Regions from separate parts of the Pan troglodytes genome. Here region 2 is linked to region 1. Evidence: chromatin contacts called from public HiChIP or PLAC-seq data. All regions are on one chromosome and are shown on one strand. The core of a region is the stretch at or near the end of the contact, and the rest is flanking DNA. Distances in the headings are between cores, read along the strand shown. Region 1 holds the start of ATP5PF (ATP synthase peripheral stalk subunit F6). Region 2 holds the start of APP (amyloid beta precursor protein).

Region 1 (5,230 bases), core at 1,819-4,318:
TTGAATAAATGAATAAGAACTATTTCACACCATATAAAATGAACTACACATGCCTTAAAGGATTAAACATACAAGGCAAAACTATAAAACAGAAGAAAATGGTGGGGACATTTTTGTGGTCTCAGGATAGAAAAAGATTTCTTAAATAAAATTCCAAGAACATAACCGTAAGGAGAAAAATCTGATTACATAAAAATCAAGATTTATGTTCAACAGACAGGCTACAGAATGGAAAGATATTTCCAATACCCAAAAGTGACGATGGAATAGACAATGGCCTGGAATTTGATAACCAAAAACAGGGACAAATTAGAAAAGTAGTTAAAGCATAGGAAAAGGATATTCACATAAAAGGAAACCAAAATAACTCAGGATACAAAGAAATGCCCAAATTCAAATCATTCAAAAGTTCAATTTAAAACAAGAAACTACCACTTTATACCATGTGTGTGTTGGGGGCAGGTGGCGGCGGCGGCGGCAAATGTCAGAAAATTAAATAACGAGAGCAGTTAGCAGGGACATAAGATTCCCCTATCTCTGTAGATGTGGTGTACACACAGGTGTAGACATTCTGGAGAAAAGTATATCAAGCATACTCATACCTATAACCCAGCAATTTCATCCCTAACTAAGCATTCCAGAAAAATTCTCAAATTGGTTAACAGGATTGATTGACAATGTTCAGGGCAGCTTTATTGGTGACAGCTGGTGCCAATCCAAGTGTCTATTTTAAGAAAGTATTAATCAAAGAAAATGTGGAGAAAGTATACACTATGGAATTTCAGTATTGGTTAAAAGGAAATAATGTCCACACAAAATAGATATATTATAAAAAACTGTTGTCTACAGAAAAAAGTGAGAATCAGGTTTATAGCAGAATAGCACTTTAAAAAAATCACTTATTTTCAGGGCTTATAAAGAGGTCCACTCCCATCTCCACAACCAATTTTTTTAAAATTAGAAAACATAAATTTTCTGGAAACTTTGGCAAGATAGAAAAAAAAAAGCATTATGATGTAGCCAGAGGCTGAGAAGTGGCCCTAATGGCGTATCAGCAGGGACACCTGGGGCTCCCCTAACATAAACACTAAAATAGGAAGTTGCTACAAAGAAATTTATCCTATGATCTTTCAAAAAATTTATAGACCAATCCCTAGAAAGTGCCAAATAGAGAAAAAAACAAAACAAAACAAAAACCCATGCCCTTTTGGAGAAAAAAAAAATTACTCAGTTTCTTAAATGATCTGTCAAAAAATATTACTCAGTCTCTTAAATCTTTCTTTCTCTCCTGGTTCTCTATGCTTAGTCCAGAGAAGCAAAACAGAGATTTGAGAAATAGTCCAAATCTTTCATATCAGTTTTTGAGTGAGTCTTATCTCTTTTTCTGAAACCAATTCCTCAGGCTTCTATGTCAATACTTAGGAAAACTGAGAGAAAATTACTTGCAGTTTCTCCGTCTAAGGGCTGCCCCCGCCAGAACTGCACAGAACAATTTCATATACTTTGACACTCTGGTTCTGCTGGATTAAATCCAACCTGGGGTTCGGAATGTTTCACAAGATGGGATACAAACTAAACTTGAATTTAACGAAAAATTCTGGGAACGGCTAGTGTCTTTTAAAATACAGACAGGTGTAACATTCCCTTTTGAAACTACAGATAAATTTGAGAATTGTCCTTCATTGGAGAGCATTATTACAGAGCTTAGAACATTTTGTTCCCAATATATTATAAGTGGAGTGTGGGGGTACCTGCGAGATTAACTGCACATTTTCCTAAGTTATCAAATGCTTTTCTGTGTCTGAGGAAATTAAAAGACATTTTTATTTTCAAAAATAAAGGTAGCAGTTAAGAAAAAGCAAAGCATACATATCTATGTAATATAAAAAGAGAAAGCACATACAGTGAAAGATTAACAGTTGGGACCCTCAGGTGAAGGGTATCTGCGTGTTCACTGCATGATTTTTTCCCCAATTCTTCTGTAGGTTTGGAGTTTTATATATAAAGAGTTGAGGGAAGGCTAAAGTCAACAGTTTTAATTTAGTACTCGGTCTGATGATTTGCTTCAACCTAACATCTAGCTCATGATTTAATTACTTCATTACTATACATGCCTCATGACAGATGATCTTGTATACACAATTCAGGTAAAATTGACTTGAAGTCCACTCAGCGTCACTGTATGTCTAAAAATAAAGAAGCTTGGAAAGCCTGGATGGAACCCTGAGAGACAGGCTAGTCCCTCAAGCAGTTGCTAAAGAGTTGAGCGGTTTCTTCTGAAGTTCAAGATAACACTACCGAAAAATGTTATCACCGCCTCGTTCTACAATTCGCTCAAGTGAATCCTGCTAAATCTTTGCTCTTCTCACGAGTCAGACCTACTGCTATTAGTGGAAACTACTTATGAAATGAATTTTATTTCTAAATTTCTAATCATCTTGCAATGCAATATTAGGCATGTCCTCTCGGTCCGCTAACCTGATCAAAACGGGGTCCCTAAATCCAAACACGCACATACAGCGTGTCTTCTAGTACACAAAAAAATTTCCAAGTAGACAACCCATTGTTATCTCCTTGGTTTACTTCCTTGCTTAAAAACAAAAAAAACAAACCCAGATGGCTACCATATACGCTGATAAATGATTCTGGTGTGTGTGTTCTATAAAGAGAGCGGATTTGAAATGAGTGAATCGCTGAGTCCCGCGATGAGACAGGGTCTGCATTTTGCTCTTAAAATCTCGGGGGCGTCAGGACCACATCCCAGCTGAGCAGGCTGAGACTGCTGAGGCGTGCGGACGGGCGAGGAGGGGACGCGGAAAGGGGGGAGCGGCGACAGGCGACCCGTCCGGCACGGGTCCCGGCGGTGCCCGGTCCCCCCGGGCTCCAGGCCGCTGGCCCCCGCCCCTCCCCTTCGCTCCCCGCACAGCCTCTCCCGCCCCTCCCCACCCGGCTCCCTCAAGTCTCCACGAACGGAAATGGGAGTCACAGCGCCGGGGACCAGCGGAAACAAAACACAGAGGCGGCCGCGGGGGGGGCCCTTGTGGGGGAAAAGGCCCCGGAACGAGGCCGGCCCGCGAGGGCCCGCGCTCCCCTCCTCCCCGGCGGCCGCACTCACCCGCTCCGGAATCGGCCCTGTCGCCCCCGCCCGCACTCCAGAGCCGGCTGAGAACGGCAGCGGCGAGGGCTCCACGTGCAGCGTCTCTCCGGGTAAGACCTGCAGCTCCCGCGACTAGAAGTGTGAGGCCCCAGGGCCCTTCCCGCGGAATCGGCGCTGAGAAGCCCCAACCCCCCTCCCGCCTCCCAGGCACCTTCGGGTCCAGGACTACAACTCCCGGCAGGGTGCGCAAAACGACCGCCCAAGGCAACGCAGGCTCACGAGGCACAAGGAAGCACAACGCCCCAATCCGCTTTGTTTTACACAGTCTCACTTTCCCTGCACCATTATACACTTCGATAACCCTAACGAACAGGACGCTGACTCGGAGGGGAGCTTGAACTAGGGGAAAGGCCAGTCAAAGAGCGCATGCGTACAGAGCAAGGTTTCAGGGAGGGGAAAAAGAACGGGTCAAATTAGGCGAAGAAAAGATGGCGGAGGCTGTGCCAGGGGACCCGGAAGCACTTACCCTCCACTTCCTCCTCCTGTTTGGCTTCTGTCTCACCTAGACCCGTCCGGTCGCAGACTGTCTCCGAGACGCTTCCTGTCCGGTGAGCGTCGACCGACTGAAACGGCGGCCCATAATGCATTGCGATGGCGGGTAGGCGTGTGGGGGCGGAGCCAGGGCCGGAAGTAGAGCGGAGGTGGTGGCGGCGGAGGCTTTGGCAGCTCGGGACTGAGTGCAAGGTGACTGGGAGGGTAGCTAGATCAGCGTGGCCTTTTGGGACTCCAGTTCTGGGTTTTTTCACGAGGCCTGGGCTGCCTCTCACCTTTACTAGGAGGAGAGAGCAGCTCTGTGTCCTGGGGACCTTCACGGCCTGGCCCGGGGTCACAGCTGACCTCTACGTTTGTAGACCTTGGAGTTTGCCGTAGACCCAGAAATAAGATCGATACCCTCTCTGAGGGCAAATCGGGGAGGCGCGGGGGGCAGGGAGGCCCGGGGGTCTCGGGCCCGCAGCCTGGCTGGGGCAACCCAAGGTCAGGCGCGCGGGAGAGATTTTCGGCCAGGCCTACCCGCCCCGGGCGCACGGGAGCGTCTAGGCTACTTAGGCAGAACGTGTACCATTAAGAGGGAAAAAATTAGTCATAATCTTGAAAGTTTGCATCCCACCTAAAAACGATGGTGCTAACACTTCATTAGGCGACTTTATGGATTGTTCATAGGAATATGCACTGAAGAGGCAGCGAACCTACTAACCTTTGGCCGGTCGGTCATCACTATAAATAGGAGAACCATGCTCCCACCCAGAACAAGGCCTCTGCTCAGACTAGTGTTTTCTTACTGTTGCCTTCCCCAGTCTTTCTGATCATGTCAGACGCTATCATATGCTCTCGTGGCACCCGATGGTACTGGAATAGAGAATTTATGTCAGGTGGTATTTCACAGCTATTTGTGTAATGACTATCTTCTGCGTTTCAGTGGACAATATGCATTCACTAATCAGTGGAAAAAAATGAAAGGGATTACAGCAGACGGAACAAGTTTTGATATGGGATTATGTGTTCGTTTTTTGGATGAGTTCGTAGGACTTATAAGGGAGATGAGAACTGTTGAATGCTGTGGATAGATTTGGGGCTCAGGATGAATACTAAAATTAGAAATGCGATTGGGGAATCATAGGCACTTACATGGTGGATAATTGAAACAATGAAAGTGGATTTTACCCGTGTTGCAGAAGGAGTAACATCTATGCAGTCAGACTTAGAGCAAATTAACTGTGTGAATACGTGCAGCTTAATCTTTCTTAGATACAGTTTTATCATCTGTAAAGCAGGGATAAGAACACTTTCCTTTAACTCTTTGAGAGTATTGCTGTAAGGGTACAAGGAAAGGATATGTATGGAAGTACTTTGCACAGTATCTAGGGCTAAGCAAATGTCGGGTGAACCTATTGCTGAATGTTAAGCATGTCCTTAGCTTGCCAGAAGGGAAAGTGGCATTGAATTACACAATTTTTTTTTTTTTTTGCATATATGTGTTAAGTTAGATTTTGCTGTGTAACTTTGACCAGATTTTTTTTGAGACAGAGTCTCGCTCTGTCGCCCAGGCTGGATTGCAGTGGCACGATCTCCGTT
Region 2 (5,230 bases), core at 842-3,341, 430 kb before region 1:
ATTCTCCTGCCTCAGCCTCTGGAGTAGCTGGGATTACAGGCATGAGTAACCACGCTCGGCTAATTTTTGCATTTTTAGTAGAGATGGGGGTTTCACCATGTTGGCCAGGCTGGTCTAGAACTCCTGACCTCAGGTGATCTGCCCACCTGGGCCTCCTAAAGTGCTGGGATTACAGGCATGAGCCACCAGGCCCGGCCTTAAAATTCTTAATAATGTAACAAAGGGTCTCACGTTTGCATTTTTGCAGTGGACTCTGCAAGATTTGTAGCTTTGGACCACGCTTCTCTTTGCATTCAGATACCTTCTTTTTTGCCTTATTTGCTCATGCAGACCGGGAACAAATACGGAATTGCGGTGGGTAAATGTGGTGCAGAAAGTGAACAACTGGGTTTGTCCTGTCACTTTAGGCTTTTCCCTGCTGTCCCAACTTCATGTCACTTACTTGCTGTTAGATTTGGGAGTTCATTAGCTTCATTTTCCTGATGTATAAATAGGAATAATAGTAACAGCCTCTTTGGCTTTTGTAGGAAGTAAATGACATGAAGCGTATAAACAAATACTGCATGACAAAAAATATTTGTCCTTATTTGTTGAGGACATCCAAAGGACATTCAGGGGTAAAAGTAATCCAAGAGTCAAGACTGAATGCCTAGTGCGGGAAAAGACACACAAGACAACATTTAGGGGAGCTGGTACAGAAATGACTTCCCAGGAAGGAAGTCTGTACCCCGCTGGCTGAGCCATCCTTCCCGGGCCTAGGCACCCTTGTCAGCGCAATGAGCAGGGGAGAGAAGGCAGGCTGCAGTGCAGCCCTCAGAAGGGCCAGAGCACTCCCTGGCTTCAGTCCTTCGCTCCAAGCCCTGTGTGGAGTGGGCTGTGGCTTGGTAACTAAATGCTACTTCAGGTCAAGAGCAGGGGATACATCTGGGCAGTTCTAGAGCATTCTAAACTATCTGGACACTAACTGGACAGTGGACGGTTCGTGTTTAATCCAGGAGAAAGTGGCATGGCAGAAGGTTCATTTCTATAATTCAGGACAGACACAATGAAGAACAAGGGCAGCGTTTGAGGTCAGAAGTCCTCATTTACGGGGGTCGAATACGAATGATCTCTCCTAATTTTTCCTTCTTCCCCAACTCAGACGGATGTTACATCCCTGCTTAACAACAAAAAAAGACCCCCCGCCCCGCAAAATCCACACTGACCACCCCCTTTAACAAAACAAAACCAAAAACAAACAAAAATATAAGAAAGAAACAAAACCCAAGCCCAGAACCCTGCTTTCAAGAAGAAGTAAATGGGTTGCCCGCTTCTTTGCCAGGTCCTGCGCCTTGCTCCTTTGGTTCGTTCTAAAGATAGAAATTCCAGGTTGCTCGTGGCTGCTTTTGACGTTGGGGGTTAAAAAATGAGGTTTTGCTGTCTCAACAAGCAAAGAAAATCCTATTTCCTTTAAGCTTCACTCGTTCTCATTCTCTTCCAGAAACGCCTGCCCCACCTCTCCAAACCGAGAGAAAAAACGAAATGCGGATAAAAACGCACCCTAGCAGCAGTCCTTTATACGACACCCCCGGGAGGCCTGCGGGGTCGGATGATTCAAGCTCACGGGGACGAGCAGGAGCGCTCTCGACTTTTCTAGAGCCTCGGCGTCCTAGGACTCACCTTTCCCTGATCCTGCACCGTCCCTCTCCTGGCCCCAGACTCTCCCTCCCACTGTTCACGAAGCCCAGGTGGGCCGTCGGCCGGGGAGCGGAGGGGGCGCGTGGGGTGCAGGCGGCGCCAAGGGCGCTGCACCTGTGGGCGCGGGGCGCGAGGGCCCCTCCCGGCGCGAGCGGGCGCAGTTCCCCGGCGGCGCCGCTAGGGGTCTCTCTCGGGTGCCGAGCGGGGTGGGCCGGATCAGCTGACTCGCCTGGCTCTGAGCCCCGCCGCCGCGCTCCGGCTCCGTCAGTTTCCTCGGCAGCGGTAGGCGAGAGCACCCGGAGCAGCGTGCGCGGGGGCCCCGGGAGACGGCGGCGGTGGCGGCGCGGGCAGAGCAAGGACGCGGCGGATCCCACTCGCACAGCAGCGCACTCGGTGCCCCGCGCAGGGTCGCGATGCTGCCCGGTTTGGCGCTGCTCCTGCTGGCCGCCTGGACGGCTCGGGCGCTGGAGGTGGGTGCCGCGCCTCGGAAGGCGGGGGGAGGCTGCACGGTGGGGACGCGATACCCCCCAAGACCTTAACCCAAGTCTTTAATGCAGAGAAGCCGGGGGTCCGTCAAGGGGACCCCTCTCCTCTCCGCCCCCGCTTGCGGACGTCCCGCGCATCCCCGCTTTCGGCCCAGCCCTGCCCCAGGGAGTCGCGCTCCGGCCCGCGGAGAGGGAGCGGGCGAGGCGCTGGTCTCCCTGGTTCAGCGCCAGCCCGGGGCGAGAAGGGTAGGGGGCGACCCTGAGCCCAGACCCCGACTTAGTCCCTGCCTTGGAAGCGGGGGTCGGGGGAGGCGAGAGATATTCAGACGGGGGGGAAGGGGGAAGGAGCACGTGGGGAAAACCGAAAACGCAGCGTCCCTGAAGCCAGTCCTCCGCTCTTGAATCGTTGCCCTTTCCTTTCTCTTGGGCCCTGGGGAGGAGGAGGAGTCGGGACAGCCCAGGAAGCTAGGAGCCCCTCGCTTTTCCCTGCGTTCTCCGCCTCGTTTCACCTTCCTCTCTCACCCCCATCCCCCTTCCTTGCTCCAACCTCCTTTCGCGGCTGCTGGCGGCGGCTGCCTGGGTGCGACCCTAGCCCGAGCCGGCGTCGGGGTCGCGCACCGCCTTCCACAAGCAAACTTTGTGCATTTCCGCGTCTCCCTTTTGTGTAACTTGCGAGAAATGGGAGGGGTCGGAGACCCATAGCCACCCCGCGCCTTCCCCAAGTCTGGACGTCCCGGGAGTTCGCTCGCACCCTAAGCTTCTGTCTGAGAGGCAGAAGGTCCGCGGGAACAAAAGCCGCGACACCCCGCCCTCGCCGTGGGCCGAGCCGCGTTAGTCTCAGTGCGCCACCGAGGCTCCCGCCCGGCTCCCTTCCCGGCGCGGCGCGTCCGCCTGGGAGGGGGCAGAGACGCTGCCGGGGCCTCTGGCGGAGCCTCGGGGCTCCTCTGCTTCCCACCCTCGGATCACCTCCGAGGCTTAATTCTGTGCCGGGCTGTAAAGTCCTTGGCGGGGAGGAAATGAGGCGGAGAGTGGGATGTGCGTCTGGAAAGGGCAGTGGCGGATGGTGGGGAGGCACGGGCTCTGTCCTGTGCATCCAAGGAGGCGTTTGTCTGATTAAGGCGCGGCCTCTTCCCTGGCAGCTCTGGGGACTCTGGTTTAGTTCCCCTGGGGGCACAGGATGCTGGGGAGGGTCCGAAGGGTCTTTTTTTTAGGGTGCAGATAAAAGGATCGAATTGAGTGAAGATTAAGACGGAGAAGATGGCGCCTCTGCAGTGCAGCAAAGAAAAGCTGTGTGGAGGCTGCAGCCTAGTGAAATCCACCCACCACTAGGTGTATAACAAGTCTTCCCCATTCATCCAACTCTCGAACATTCAGCTAACGCCCGTGCACAATGACTGTTTTTCTTTACATCTGAAGATGCTTAGAAGTTGTTTGCATGACAGTTGGGCCAGAGGAGGCTGTATTTCACTTCGGTTGGGCTCCTGTTTGGCATCTTAACATTTGCAACCTTCCTTCCCCGTTTTTCCCCTCTTTTCCCCCAGCCTCCTAGTAATTTTCCAAAAGAAAAAAAGCAATTTCCGGACAGATGTTTTCCTGTAATTCCACTGAGGCTGTACAGACTATCACACCATTAGTTTTTTAGTTTCTAATTTGCAAGGTCATTGAACTTTTTTCTCTTCTGATTTTTACCCACAAGTGGCTCAGGAATCACCTTAGGGCTAGTTAAGACAGGTTGTTTTAAGAGTTAAAGAATTTCGTTTTCCATGTTTTAAAAAAATGCACTTAACTAAGAGAATTCTGATTTCTCTCATGACTTACTTACATTTATTTGTAGAATTATTCCAGTTTTCCCGAATGGTCTTACTACAGATTAAAAACCATACGTTTAAGGAATTAAAAGCATATGATAACCGTATTTTTGAAGCTTTTGTCAAAACTTAAATAGTAACTTTGTTGAGCAATATTTCTTTCTGTATAAAAAGAGGAAGCATGTAGGCAGATTCGAATTTAGTTTTTGGTCTGTTTAATTGCATTAATTTGCTCTTTCTGCCATCTTTTGGGACCTTTTCAGTAGCTATTGTTAACTCCTTTAAAGGGTGGAGGTGAGATTCACATTATGCCATTTTGCGAAGTGTTGGTAGAAGGGTAGGTAATTCAGTCTACTGAGGTTTGAGGGTGGTTTATCTGGTTCTCTCTGTGTCCACTGAAAAGATGTAATTACGAGTTGACTGTCTTTTATAGAGCTTAGAAAATAGGTCTGCTGCAGGTGGCTGTAGAAAAGAAATGAATAAGGGCAATGATAGTGGGGCCTTGGCTATCGGGGGAAACATGGTTATTATCTGGGTTGATGATTTTGGCTGGTATGTTGATAGAGGTGTGAGTTTAACAAACCCTAATCTATATGATGTTTCACTACCCTAATATTTATTTATTTATTTGTTTTTAAATCTAGCTTCCTCTTAAGTTTTATTTCCCTCTGTTGAGGGTTTAACCTAGTCACAATCATCTTACCTTTGTGGTAGTGCTAATTTATAGTTTATGGAAACCTGCTGCTACTGACTAGTACCTCCCTAAAGGTAGAAGCCGACACACAGAATAGTAAAGCTCAGGTTTGATGGTGATCTGTAAGGAGTCATGGTTCTTGCTAATCGATGAGAAACCATGATAACTGGCAGACTGCAGAAGCTTTTCTCTTGTCACCGTAACCAGCAGAGGCTCCTGAACGACATTTGCAAGGCTATTAGTACTGCGAAGAAGTTACTAGATGGAATAATACTGGTCCTGACTGAGGAAATGAAAAGGAACATGCAAGTTCACGAGGTTAAATGAGGAATGGCTGATTCAAAAAAATTAAAAAGAAATAACGTGATCAACAATATTGGTTTGAAGGAATGGGAGAGGTTATCTTTATGTTAAGTCTTGTTGCTAGAAGATCTCTATTTTATGTTACTGCTTTTTGCATACTAGAGTCTTCTACAGATATTTGTATGAATGTTGTCAGTCATTCTGGAAATAAGCATAGCTATTACTTGCATTTCACGTGGCCACTAAACTATCAGTGAGAAGTG

Evidence for each region. HiChIP or PLAC-seq counts read pairs in DNA pulled down with a chosen protein or histone mark.
Region 2: an H3K4me3 HiChIP or PLAC-seq map of stem cell-derived excitatory neurons shows a contact between it and region 1, with 5 times the contacts expected there. The contact joins the promoter of APP here to the promoter of ATP5PF in region 1. A contact is called at or near these places in 1 of 7 Hi-C or Micro-C datasets (stem cell-derived neural progenitor cells) and 1 of 1 datasets of contacts at active chromatin or transcription factors (stem cell-derived excitatory neurons).

Annotation. Positions count from the first base shown.
Region 1 is chr22:26,519,373-26,524,602 of NHGRI_mPanTro3-v2.0_pri, reverse strand. It overlaps ATP5PF (ATP synthase peripheral stalk subunit F6), which reads left to right and starts at 3,068. Exons shown (of 4, transcript XM_001158637.4): 1 at 3,068-3,207. It overlaps GABPA (GA binding protein transcription factor subunit alpha), which reads right to left and starts at 3,727. Exons shown (of 10, transcript XM_024352453.3): 1 at 3,624-3,727.
Region 2 is chr22:26,948,619-26,953,848 of NHGRI_mPanTro3-v2.0_pri, reverse strand. It overlaps APP (amyloid beta precursor protein), which reads left to right and starts at 2,091. Exons shown (of 18, transcript NM_001013018.1): 1 at 2,091-2,147. The coding sequence starts at 2,091. It overlaps LOC134809245 (a long non-coding RNA gene), which reads right to left and starts at 1,732. Exons shown (of 3, transcript XR_010154489.1): 1 at 1,660-1,732.